Linked DNA regions of Sus scrofa: region 1 is linked to region 2. A link is a contact called in public Hi-C data. All regions are on one chromosome and are shown on one strand. The core of a region is the stretch at or near the end of the contact, and the rest is flanking DNA. Distances in the headings are between cores, read along the strand shown. Region 1 holds the start of CKAP2 (cytoskeleton-associated protein 2). Region 2 holds the start of SLC25A15 (solute carrier family 25 member 15).

Evidence for each region. Hi-C and Micro-C count contacts between places; a contact is called where the count stands out from the background.
Region 1: a contact with region 2 is called in a Hi-C map of skeletal muscle, with 3 times the contacts expected there. The contact joins the promoter of CKAP2 here to the promoter of SLC25A15 in region 2. A contact is called at or near these places in 1 of 5 promoter capture datasets (liver), 2 of 47 Hi-C or Micro-C datasets (omental adipose tissue and skeletal muscle) and 1 of 2 datasets of contacts at active chromatin or transcription factors (alveolar macrophages).

The regions. Positions count from the first base shown.
Region 1 is chr11:15,748,030-15,754,205 of Sscrofa11.1, forward strand. It overlaps CKAP2 (cytoskeleton-associated protein 2), which reads left to right and starts at 3,688. Exons shown (of 9, transcript XM_003130956.6): 1 at 3,688-3,920; 2 at 4,855-4,939. The coding sequence starts at 3,851. LOC110255751 (a long non-coding RNA gene) reads right to left here. Exons shown (of 3, transcript XR_002336535.1): 3 at 3,929-4,482.
Region 2 is chr11:15,492,140-15,499,142 of Sscrofa11.1, forward strand. SLC25A15 (solute carrier family 25 member 15) reads left to right here and starts at 2,037. Exons shown (of 7, transcript NM_001243910.1): 1 at 2,037-2,299; 2 at 5,138-5,262. The coding sequence starts at 5,208. It overlaps LOC106505276, which reads right to left and starts at 2,599. Exons shown (of 3, transcript XM_021065390.1): 1 at 2,577-2,599; 2 at 1,869-2,506. The coding sequence starts at 2,599.

The DNA of each region.
Region 1 (6,176 bases), core at 2,438-4,937, 260 kb after region 2:
CCCCCACAAAGAGTAAAAGACATTTGACACAATTCAATATCTATGCTGAATTTTTTTTTAATCTTAGTAATAAGTGAATACTTGACACATAGAGAATCCTGTCCAAAGCAAAGTTGAGCACAATTTCCTTCCTTCCTCCCTCCCTCCTTCCCTTCTCTCTTTGGGTTATTTTATTTAAGTGTAATTTATGTACAATAAAACTACCAGAGAGTTCCTGTTGTGGCTCAGGAATAATGAACCCAACTAGTATGCATGAGGATGCAGGTTCATTCCCTAGCCTCAATCAGTGGGTTAAGGATCTGGTGGTCCCTTGAGCTGGAGTGTAAGTCGAAGACATAGCTTGGATCCTGAGTTGCTGTGGCTGTGGCATAGCCCAGCCGCTGCAACTCCAATTTGACCCCTAACCTGGGGGCTTTTATATGCCACAGGTTTGGCCCGAAAAAGCAAAAAAAAAAAAAAAAAAAAGCCTTGTAGGCTTTTGATTGGGATGAGAATGAATAGAGAATGAACTTGGAAGAATGGACGTCTTAATCTTACAATACGGGGTCTTCTGATCCATAAGCATATTATATCTCTCCAATTACTTAGAGTTTATTTCCTCTCAACAGTATTTTGCACTTTTCCACAGAATGTTTTGCCAGAAGCTCCCAGCTTCTGAACACAACAGTTCCTTTCAGACCCAAACCCACTAAACCTGTGCAGGGTCAACTCTAGACCATCCCCTTTTGCTTAAGGCTCCCTCCTCCCTGGACTTGTGTCCTCAACCTGTCCTTGTCTTCCTTCTACTCCTTGGATGATCCACTCCAGGCTCTCACAGGCACGTTCCCTGTTTCACGTGACCCAGGAAGAACCACTAAAGCTGATAGTTGGTACCCCAGGTGGCTGTAGTTTCTAGGTCTGCTGTGTTGTGTTGGCAAAGACCTATTCTGGAAAGAAATTTTCTCCTTTTTTTTTTTTTTTTTTTTTTTTGCCTTTTTAAGGCCACATCCGAGGTATATGAAGTTCCCAGGCTAGGGGTCAAGTTGGAGCGACAGCTATTCGCCTTCACCACAGCCACAGCCACACCATATCCAGGCTGCGTCTGCAGCCTATACCACAGTTTAAGGCAATGCCAGATCCTTAACCCATTGAGCAAGGCCAGGGATCGAACACTCGTCCTCATGGATCCTAGTCAGGTCTGTTACCACTGAGCCATGATGGGAACTCCAAGAATTCTTCCTTTTGAAACTTTTAGAAAATGATCTGCCTTCTCTCCAACAATTGTGGGATGATATTTAAAGTGTCTTTTAAAAGAACCATTCTTGGGAACTCCTGTCATGGCTTAGTGGTTAACGAATCCGACTAGGAACCATGAGGTTTCAGGTTCGATCCCTGGACTCGCTCAGTGGCTTAAGGATCTAGCGTTGCCATGAGCTGTGGTGTAGGTCGCAGACGTGGCTCGCATCTAGCGTTGCTGTGACTGTGACGTAGGCCAGGGGCTACAGCTCCAATTGACCCCTAGCCTGGGAACCTCCATATGCTGCAGGAGTGGCCCTAAAAAAAAGGCAAAATAAATAAATAAATAAATTAAATAAAAAGATACCATTCTTGGAATGCATCATTCTGGAGGTTAGGGAAGAATCACTGTGTTGGAAGGCATCACCATCTCAGCCTATTGAGATTTTCATGATTTCCTTTCAGTTGCTTTCTTTTATTCACATAACATAAAATTAACCATTCTAAATGAAGAGTTAGGTGGCATTAATATACTCATAAGGTTGTACAATCACCACCGCTACCTAGTTCCAAAACATGTCCATCACTCCAGAGTAAAGCCCCCTACCTGTTAAGTGGTCTCCCCATTTCCCCGTAACCCCAGCCCCTGGCAGCCACCAAACTGTGTTATGTCTCTATGGCTTCATCTATTTTGGATACTTCGTGTAAAGGGACTCATATCACGTGTGTGACCATTTTTTGGCTGACTTCTCAGCATAATGCTGTTGGAGAATGGCTCAGATCATCAGTGTTGGAAAATGAGACACATGAACACAGGGAGATCTCGACAAGGCTCTTTTGCAGAAGGGCGCGGGTACTCAAAAAGGGTACTCAAATCTCGTGCAAGAAGAAAAGACCCTCCTTTTTTATCCCTAACGCAGGTGATGTTCCTGCCCCCTTCCCATTGGTCAGGTCAGGGCACACATTCTTCCCGGTTGGCTAATTGAAACAAACTGTTGCTGGGAGAAGAGGTAAAGAGGAGGGGGTCACAGGAGGGCAGTTCAGCTGAAACCCAAGCAAAATAGAGTAACCAAGGTTTCCTTTGATAGAAAAGAGATTATGCTGCTTTCCACTATGGTCTGAAGTTTCTTGAGTCACTTCCCCCCACCCCGCCCCCACCTCGCCCCCACACACAGAAGTTCCTAGGCTAGGAATTGAACAAGCGTCCCACCCATAGAGCCCCAGTGACAATGCCGGATCCTTAACCTGCTGAGCCACAAGGGAACTCCTTGAGTCACTTCTAACTGTTCTATATTGTTAAACTGTTCTTAATGGGAATCCTGGTTACCCAACCTATCTGATGAAACTAGCAAATAATTAACAATATTAAGAGTCGTATCTAACAGCAGTGATGTCCTAGGGATGGTAATGTATGCTATTTGGCTTCTGGTTCTCCCAGAATTAGCCTTAACTGTAGGCAAAGTTACACTAAAAATGGGACATTTCATCAAGGGAAAAACTACAGAATGTCCCAAATTAACCTCCTCATTAGCAAGATGATACGGTAAGACGCCTGAAGGAAAAAGGTGCGGGGCGGGGGACCACAGTTGAGAACTAGCTGTGGAAGCCCTCACCCTTGGCCAGGGGAGACAGAAATTGCATCTTCTCCTCTCCAACTCCACATTTAAAACCTGGCTGAAAGTGTTCAGCCAAACCTAGCCTCAGAGATCAAGCAAGGCAGAGAAATGGTACAATCCCTGTGTTTAAAACCAGGAAGGCGCAGCCCAGAACTCTCCCTATGTCTCCCGCCTCCAGCCACCCACAGACCCTCTAGCTCGGAATTATTTCATTTCATCTTATCCACTGGGTGTTTGCTAGGGTTTTACGATGGTAATATTCTTAGATAAGGACTGAAAGATTATGGCCACACACTTAAACGCACAAACATACACAATGTCTACAACAAACGCTATTTTATTTTCACGGGGGGGATTATAAAAGGAAGGTGTATTCCCATTTTATTCCTTTCTCTTCCTCTCCTCTTTTTCTCATCTGATAATTGTGTAGTACAGAGGAAAGTAGACCATAATTTCAGTTTCCCTTTGCAATCTGTGCAAACGTCGGCAAATAACCTCTTAGCCTGTCCCAGTATCTGTGAAACGAAATAACTTTCCACCTCAGAGCTGTGATGCAGCAATGCAGTAACATTTGTGGAAGGGAAATACACACACTCTCTGTACAGCAGTCAGTGCTTATAATCCTCCTCAACAACACTTTTCTCGCCTGCCTTCCTCAACGCGCTTCACGTCTAAAATGACGCCTATCTGCTCTGGCGCAGAGATTTATCAGGCCGACTCCTCCCACGCTGCCAAGTCCAAGATTAAGCGCCCCGTTTAGGTTTGAAAACCTAGGTCTAGAGCGGTCCTAACTGAACCCGTCAGTCGCAAGCCCCGCCCCTGCAATAGCAGCTCAGGCCGCGCCCCTCTACGCCCATTGGCCCATTCAATTCACGCCGGGCACCAATGGGCGGAGGCGGCAGCCGCGCCAACTAAGGCCTGGCCCCGCGCGCTGAGCGGCAGTGTGCTGAGACACGGCTGGAGAGAGCGAACCTCGGCCACGGTCTTTCCCGAGACGCGTTCCCTTGTCCCGAGCTGCGATGAGCACCCTAGCCGTGCCCCAGGACTTGCAGCTACCCCCGAGTCAGAGGGCCCAGTCCGGGTTCAGAGGTGAGGGCCGTGGTGGCAAGAATTGCGGAGCCTGCGGAAGGATCGTTTGCCGGATGGGCCGGGGTCAGCCGCGGTGTGGGGGTGTGGCTCGGACTCGGCGGTCGGGGCCTGGGTACGTAGACCAGCTTCTGCCCCATCCAGTGGTGGGAAAAACTTGAACAGGGCGCTCGGCCTCTCGCGACCGCATTCTTGACGTTTGTGAAGGGGACAATCGGAGTTGTGCAGGCTCCGTGGTGTTAAGTGTGAGGGTTGAACTCTTCACTTGTGGCCGCGGCCCACTGGCGGCGGAGACGGACCTGCGAATCCGTTTAGCGGGGTGGGGGAGTGAGCGGGGCTTCGGCCGGAACCCGAATTGAGGACCTGGGCCCTCGGGGGCGGTGCCGCGTCCGCACTGAGACCCGACTGCGCCTGCGCGGAATGCTCCCGCATCCGACATTGGGAGTTAATTTCAGAAAAGTTGAGGCGGGCTCCTCTCATGCTTCAAATTTGACTCCTGTTGCCTTCGACTTCATAGAACTATAGGGTTGGCCAAGTCTTCAGAAATAATAGGTATTTCTTTGTCCTATGCATGAAAAAACAATTCTGACCCAATTCTGCTAAATTAGAACTTGGAGTTTAGTGTCTCATCTCTACCATTTAGCTTCTTAAAGCTTGGCTTTTAGTAACTATCCGTTGGAAATGATGTTCTCCAGATTTTTTACTTTCAGGCAGTAGAAAATGTGATTCTTATACAGAGTGGTTATGGGGATCTTTTACAGTAATGATTTAAAAATGGGATTTTTTTTTTTCAAAGGCAGTTCTGAATTGGGAAATTTTCTGTTATATTCTAGACATGATCTCAAGTAGACTTTTGAAGTAAATCTTCATTTAGTCAATATTTTATTTGATGTTACTATTGTAACTGATGTTGACTTGTAGCTCTTTTGTTATTTAGAGCAAAGAAGAGAAAAACTCAAGGAATATCTGTTGAAAAGAAAAACTGCTTTTGCCCTCAAACAGGAAAATCAGATATTATCCAGGTGAGGTCGCATTTTTTTTTTCATTTCACATCTGGCAAATTATATCAGAGATGTCTAGTAAAAAGCTAATATGAGCCACATGTGTAATTTAAAATTTTCAGAGTTCCCGTTGTGGCTCAGGGGAAACAAACCCGACTAGCATCCATGAGGATGCAGGTTCAATCCCTGTTCCCACTCAGTGTGTTAAGGATCCCGAGTTGCTGTGGCATAGGCCAGCAGCTGCAGTTCAGATTCCATCCCTAGCCTGGGGAACTTCCATATGCTGCAGGTGTGGCCTTAAAAAGTAAAAAGATAATAATAATAAATAATTAAAAAAAAATTATAAAATAAAATTCTCTAGTGGCCACATTTTAATTGTTTTTTTTTTTTTTATTTATTTATTTTTTTTTTTTTTTTTTTTTTTTTTTTTTTTTTTTTTTTTTTTATAATGAAGAATCATCTTAATAACATCATTAGTTTTTAATTTGTATTTCTTTACATTAGGTACTTATTGATATATTTTGTCTTTATGAATGCTTCATACCAGGGTAGAAAGTACTCAGATTCCACTTAATATTTAGGAGATAGAGTTGGCAGGACATGGTGATTAGATATGGGGTGTAAAGAAAAAACAGAGTTTAAGATGATCCTGAATGTTCCAGATTAAAGGCAGCTAAAGAGTTAAAACAACTCAATTCAGGACCTGACCCTTATACTATACTTTATAGTGGAAGGGGAAATGCTCTAAAGAACATTATTAGGTCAGTTTTCAACTATGAACAGTAGATTAAAGTGGTAAATTTATGAATTTGAAAACTGTCCTAAAAAGAGCCATTGTCTATATAATTCATCTTGAAAAGTTCAAGAAAAAAAGTGCATGTACTCCACACATAAACACTTCAGAAAGAGTACAAATGATATGGGATTAAATGTTAACAGCAGGCAAATCTGGCCAATGAGTATATGGATATTCTTTGAATTATTTATAATTTTGCAACTTTATATGTTTGGCATTGTTCCCAAATAAAAATTTTAAAATATTTTTTTACCTTTACAGTAAGTAGTTGCTTTAACTTTAGAATAAACCGTATCTTTCACAAATCCCACAATTTTTTTGTTTAAGACAAAAAGATGATGATCTTAGACTTTTGATTTGAAATAGCTGAGTGGATAGTGATACCATATACTGAGATGGGAAGATGAGGGAGGAGTGGAGCAATCACAAGTTCTGTTTTGATCGTGTAAGTTTGAGGCAGCA
Region 2 (7,003 bases), core at 787-3,286:
CTTTGTTGAGTCCCAGCTCTTCCCTTCATATCTGCACCTCACTGGGCAAGTTCACTTGACCTCTCTAAGCCTCAGTTTCTTTACCAGCATCGTTGTCCACCATGGTGGTACAGCAAGCAAGACAGCAAGTAGAGAAAAAAAAACATGAGGGTTTGTGCAAAAAGGCAACTTTGTAGATTAGGGGTTAAAAACTTGCATGAAAGTTTCCTGGTTGCTTTTTAGTTTATAGAGTTGAGGCTGAGGGTTGTGAAGGAGAGGTGAGGGAGAGGGGAAATGCAGAAGGCGTGGGGAGAGTGATGAGAGTTTGGAACAGCCCTTTTGAGGGTAGGGAAAAAATGGGCTCAAGCAAGAAAGAACAAAGTATTAGGGGGGAGCTGATGGCTTGGTGAGGGTGCAGACCCTGATCTGGAGGGGCACCCCTCTCCTCCGTGCTGGATTGCTGCAGCAGGCTCCTTGAGCAGGGAGGTTCAAAGGAAGCCTCGATGCTGTCATGTGATGGTTGGAGTTTCAAAAGGTTAAATGACTCATTGAAGGTCACTGAGATTTTTACGCAAGTGGCCTGTCTCCAAGCCCAGTGCTCTTTCTCATCTGTAACAGGAGATATAGCCCTATCCCTATCTCGTTCCCTTGGGCTTCATCTTTCAGGTTTGCAAGAGCCTCTGGGCCAGGCGCTGCGGAAAGGCCCAGTCCTCTAGGATGTTGTACTGTAGGTTCTGCTCCTCATCTGCTGCCCACTGGTTATGTTACATGTCACTTTGGGCAAGTCACTCAAAGCCCCTGGCTTGTTTCTATAATGAAGTTATGTTCTGGAAGCTTGAGTTCTAAAGTGCTGATTTTGGGAGAAGACAGTCTTGTGCTGTGTTGAGGAGCCCCTCATTCACCAGGAGCTCGGACGCCTTCATAGCACCTCCTTCCTCCAGAAGGTCTAGTCAGCTGTGCATCCATGTTTAAAGACTCACACAAGTTACCTCAAATATTTGTCACTGGCCCTCACATAAAATCACTTAAATATACATTGGCAGTAGTCAAACATCACATCCAAACAGGGCAGAAAGTTGTAAAAGAAAATGACGGCACGTTTTAAGGAAGAAAACTGTGTAGAAAAGTCAAATAAATCCATGAAGTTTGAACCAAGGCCCTCTGAAGGCCATGGCTGTGACACTGAGCACCTGTCAGTAATAGACCAAGACCTTTCCAACTGAGTGGATCTGTGTCTAGTGCACTAGAGAAAATTCCTTTACTCCTGGTACACAAGACTTCTTTTTTAAAAAGGGCCGCACCGGTGGCATATGGAAATTCCCAGGCTGGGGGTCGAATCAGATCTGCAGCTGCCAGCCTACCCAAAGCCACAGCCACCAGGGATTCTAGTGGATCTGCTTCCTCCACCACAGCTCACGATAACGCTGGATCCTTAACCCACTAAAGGAGACCAGGGATCCAGCCTGTGTCATGGACACTAGTCTGCTTGGTTACTGCTAAGCCACAACAGGAATTCCCAACAGACTCCCTGAATTGAGCTTTTTAATAAAATGCCGGAGAGCCATAGAACCAACTATAATTCATTAGGAATTGAGAAGACATTTAGGGCTATAGTTTTCATCGGTGGGTGTGCTTTTCCAAATGTCATCAGTGGAGCCGGAGCTCCTCGAAGAAGAATTAGTGGGAAATGTTTTGGGTTTGGTTTTCACCAGCAATAAGTGAATTTATTTTCCATCACTACCTTTCCAGTACTTTCGTACTCAATTATAAAATGAGAGCCTTGAGTTTCGAGTCCGAGCAAGGTTAACCAGCGTAAAGGCATCAGTCACTCGTCCAAACTCCGGGCACCCTCAGCCCCCTCCCTGAGATCTCACTAGAATCGAGCTCACCGAGCGCTTCCGGGAACCGCGAGGCACGAAAGCAACGTGGAGGCCTGGGCTCCCAGCCCTCCCGCCAGCCCCGCCAGCCCCGCCAGCCCCGCCAGCCCCGCCAGCCCCGCCAGCCCCGCCTGCTCCCGGCGAGGGGCGGCCTTTTGGCCTGAGCGCGTCGCCGCACCGCGCCGATTTCCGCTTCCCCGGCGCGCGGCTGGGGGCTGGCGGGCAGGAGGCTCACCGGCCCAGGCCGGCCCCGCGCAGCCCGCCCCGGCTGCAGGGGCGCTCCTGAGCCCGCGGGGCCGCCTGCAGGGAGCAGTCCGGCGCGGGAGGCGGGGCGGAGGGCAGGCCTGGCGCCGACGTGTGTGTGAAGCGGCCGCCCCCGCAGCCCAGGGAGAGTCGAGAGCAGGCGGCGGAGCGCGAGCAGGACGCAGCCGGTCGGCTCGGCGGTGAGCGCAGCCCCGCCGGGCGCTCGCGGGCTGCAGGGAACTGGCCGGGAGGAGGGAGTGGGGAGCGGGCGGGCCTCCGCGCCTGAGCGGCGTGACCTTTCCGGGCAGCTGGGATCCGGGGTCTCGGACCCGCCGCACACGTGCCCGGGGACCCGCGGGCGCCCCACTCCCGGGCGCTGCCCCGGGCTCGGCGGAGACTGCGGGGCTCTGCGGCCTCCTGCCCGCAGTGGTCAACTCCTGGGAAAGGTTGTCCTCCTTTGCCCCCTCGTCGTGTCACCGAGCCTCCGGGCTCCGCGCCATCTGAGTCTCGCGCCGGACGGGGCGGAGGCGCTTATGAATGGGAGACTCGCAGATTGCTGGGCAGAGTCAGCGAACCGGGAAGACCAAGTTAGAAGTCGTTTCCCTAAGCCGCCCCTCGTGCGGACTGGGATCCCGAGCCCCCGGAGCTGGAGCCCCTTCCCGGCTGCTGAGCAGCGAGGCCGGTTTGCATCCCAACGCCCTTGGGCTTCAGCTCTGGGCGGTCTGGATGGAGGGCGGCCTCCCACCGCGCCAGCTTCGGCCTGAAGCTGGAATCTTCCCGGAGCAATTCGTGTTAATTAGTGGGGAATGAGGCCTCCTCGGATTTTCCCCCAAGAAAAGAGAATTTCCCCAAGGAACGGGAAGATATTTGGCGCTGTTTCTTCTGGAGTCGGACTTTGGTGTAGTTTGAAAGAGGGGTAAAAGGGACGCTGTAAGGACTTAGTTTTTCTGTTCCACGGGTACCAAAGGCTCACGAATCAATGTAATTAAGTCATGCTAATCAGTCTTGCCTCTGCAAGACCTGTTATCTTCAAGCCAAACCTACGCTTAATTTGAAACAGTTGCCCACACCTTCTGAGTTACTCTGTGTTCTGTTTACTGTCCTAAAAATTCTACAAGCGGTTATTTGTAGCAGTTGATGCGTTTCTGACTTTTACCTAAAGGGGTTGACTTCGCATTGATGAGATAGTACCATCTGCTGTGCCTCTTTCCTGCTAAATTAAGAAAGAGATGTCCACCCCCCAAGGGAATGAACCCTAGAGAATTTTCTGAGAGGCTCTGCTGGACATACCCTGCCTGTGTGGCTCCTCTCCTCACTGCCTCCATTTTCCTCTAAAAGGCAGGGTTGGGTTTTTTCTGTGTGACCAGGTTGGGATACTCTGGAGTGAAGTATTGGTTGGTAGGCACAGGCCCAAAAGGCAAGACGTGCATTGCACCCTCTCTGCCACTGATTCCGTGTGTGACCTTTGACAAGCCTTTGCCTTCGCTGGCCTCAGCTTTCCGTCTGGAAAACGAGGATGTTGGGTCGGGACACTGATATCCTTCTCTAGATTTCCAGGGGCCACCCCCTTATCAGTAACTGGTGCTGCCTCTCCAGGCCTTCAGTAACGTGAAGTTGGGTTCGTGTGGCTTAGTTGCTTTATTAAGTGCTATCTATGCTTTTTGTTGTTGCTGGTTTTAAAGTTTTTTTTTTGTTTTTTTTTTTTTTTTACTTTTTTGGTAAAGAAAGGAAGATTTTTGGTGTCTGGTCATTGGCAACATGCTTGAAGTGGTTCAAAAACTTCTTGGTGGCTAAAATGATTTTCTGCTGATGATCAGGATGATGTCGGTGTGTTCATTGATCGGGTCCTCTGCCCCGCTCACCCCCTCCTCTAAGAGGTGTCCTGATGGGGGACACATAGGTCTTCAGTGTGAAGAGTAAAAAGTGTTCCATGTTATTCACCCAGGAGTCAATGACGTAGTTTGAAAACCGTACAGCATTGCTTATTGAAATATTCTGTTAATGAGCCTCTCCTTTCCTAGACACTGTTTATTAAGTCCATGCCTCAGCAGTGGTTGACGTCTGTCTAAAGGTGGAGGAGAAGACTCTGGGTTTCCCAAACTGTTAGGCTCCAGCTCAAACCTATTAAATCAAGATCTCTGGGAGAGAGGCCTGGTTATTTGACTACTTAACCAGTGTCCCAGGTGATTCTTAGCTAGCCTTTTGGGGCACAGTGGCCGGGTGTTGCTTCTCAAATTGTGCTTGGTAGCTGGCATTATCAGCCTCACCTGGGAGCATACCAGGCCAGTAGCATCAGAATTGGTAACTTAACAAGGTCCCCAGGTGATTTGTGTGCCCCTTAGGATTGAGAAGCTCTGGAGGGGACTCTGACGGCAGAGTTTGGTGCTGTGCTGTAGTTGTTCTAAGATCTCGTGGTGTGTGGCTCTCAGTTCATCATTGTGTTTGTCTGGTGCGGCTATTTGTCATTGCCCTTGTATTGTAATGATAGTACTTTTATTATTCACTTGTACAAACAGGGACCTCCAGCTTTAGGGACCCAAAGGGCCACGCTACTGGTGGTAGGGCAGGCATTCAGACCCAGGTGAATGTCACTTGGCAGAACTCTTAACCCCTTCTTTTCCAGACCTGCTGTTTTGTGACCTTCCCTTAGGGGCTTCTCACAAGCTGCTGTCCGAATTTGGAAGAGTCTGGTGGAAAGATAGTTGAATTTAGGCCTTTGAAAAACTAACTGGGGGCTTGGGATGTCTTGTTGGCTTCTTATTGGGCATTCAATTGAGGTTTCAGAAAGGTTGGTTGAAGTGCTCCCACCTGTTGCCATAGCTGCTCTGCTCAGGCAAGGGTTTGGATCTGCGTGCTTTTCATGGGGAGGTGGTGGTGGGTGGGGAAGGCAACACAGATCACTAAGCTGCTCTGATATCTGAAGCCCCCTCTTTTGAAGCAATGTAGAGCCAGTTTCCTGGCTCCTAGAAGTTCAAGTCCAGTAGCTATGCAGCTAGCCTGCAGTGGCCTGACTGATGGTGAACTCTTGCCCCCTCCAGGGATATGAGGTGCCCGTCCTGAGCTCCAGAGAGCTGCCCTCCACGGAGCCTAGGAGAGGAGCGGGCGAACATGAAGTCCAATCCTGCCATCCAAGCTGCCATTGACCTCACGGCGGGGGCTGCAGGTAATGCCAGAGAAAACCCCGTCCTTTGTTCAAGTACCTTTTGTAAGTGAGATCATGTGAAAGCGTGATGAAAACACCCATTCTTTTTTATTATTTTATTATAGTTGATTTACCATGTTCTGTCAATTTCTGCTGTACAGAAAGTGACCCAGTTATACATATATATGTATATACACACATTCTTTTTCTCATATTCTGTCATGTTCTGTCTCAAGTGATTGGATGTAGTTCCCTGTGCTCTACAGCAGGACCTCATGGCTTATCCATTCTAAATGGAATAGTTTGCTTCTATTAACCCCAAACTCCCAGTCCACCCCACTCCCTCCCCCTCGGCAACCACAAGTCTGCTCTCTGTGTCTGTGAGTCTGGTGAAAACATTATCTTTGTCACTTCATTACCGCAGAATGAATTCCCTTAATAGTGTAATACTGTGGTCCAGGCACAGCAGGAGGTGGAGTAGTTCCTATTGCATGAAAACTGAGTCAGGTATGGGGTGGAATGTCCCCAGTTTACAGCTGGAAAACATCACAGTTCAGAGCCGAAGTCACTTGTCTGTTGCCATGTGGCTGGGAGATGGAGAATTCCACTCCAAGCCTGGCAGTCTACAGGGTCCTTGTAGTGAGAAAATAACACTGTGCCATCTGTCCAGGGAAATCCCAGTTACTGTCCTCACTGCTGCTGGCGAGAGAAAAGAAAGCCTCAGACATGGCTTTGGTAAGTGAGACTGACCTTTGGTTATGTCTTAACGCCAAGAAAGGAAAGGAGAGGACCCAAGATTGGCTCGGGAGTGGTAGGCGGGCGAGCCGGGGCAGATTCTGGCCCCACCTGGCACAGGCAGGCTCTCCTGGGCAGCTCCTGCAACCACAGGCTGCCCTTTGGAAAGGCTGCTCTTGACTCAGCCGGAGGCAGATGATGGAATTGGAAGCGCCTGGGTGGTAGCTTGGGTCTCCAGATTCCTGGATGATTTTGGGGCCGGAGGAGCGGTGGAATGCCCTTACTTTCCTGGTGAAAATCTGCCTCAGCCTTGCTCCCTCACTGATTCTTAGAATGGGACACTGCTCCCTGGGATGGAGAGGCCTGGGGAGTGGGTTACCCCTTGTTCTCTTATCTGGGTCGACAGGTCTAGGGCAGTCAGGAGGCCGCATCCTCTCATCTTGTCATAAAACAAACAAACAAAAAACAAACATGGTTCATGGGTCAGGGAAGATCAGTATTTTCCCATAAAGCATAAATCTGCCTAGGCAGGCTGATGAGGACGGCTGGCGAGGGCGCATTGCAGACGCTGATAAGAAGCGCAGGCAAGGGCGCTCCCAGGTCAGAGACCACGAGAAGCGGGGGACTAAGGGCCGCCTGAGTTCCGCCTCTTGTATGATGAGTGCCTTTGGGTCGGCCCCTCATCGTGCTGAGGAATCGAGCCCCCCAGGCCCTGTGTACTGTTGCCTCCTCCAGTCCCTTCACCGCCCTCCCCTGTGCCTTGCTGCAGAGGGTGCTGACGCTGGCAGCAGTGGGCCCCTGGGCTTGCCTCTGGCCTCCTCTTAGCCTCCTGTGAATGCCGGAGCTCACTTGTGCCTCTGCATTAGGATGCTCAGCTTTTGGAATTCTGTGTCTTTTCAGTTAGTCTGTCAAAGATGTGGGATCTCTTGTGATAAATTAAAACTTAACTTTTACTAGAAAGGCTTTTATGCATGGGCAGATATCTGGGTGTTGCATTTATGACATACTGTAAGTTTTTTTTTTTTTT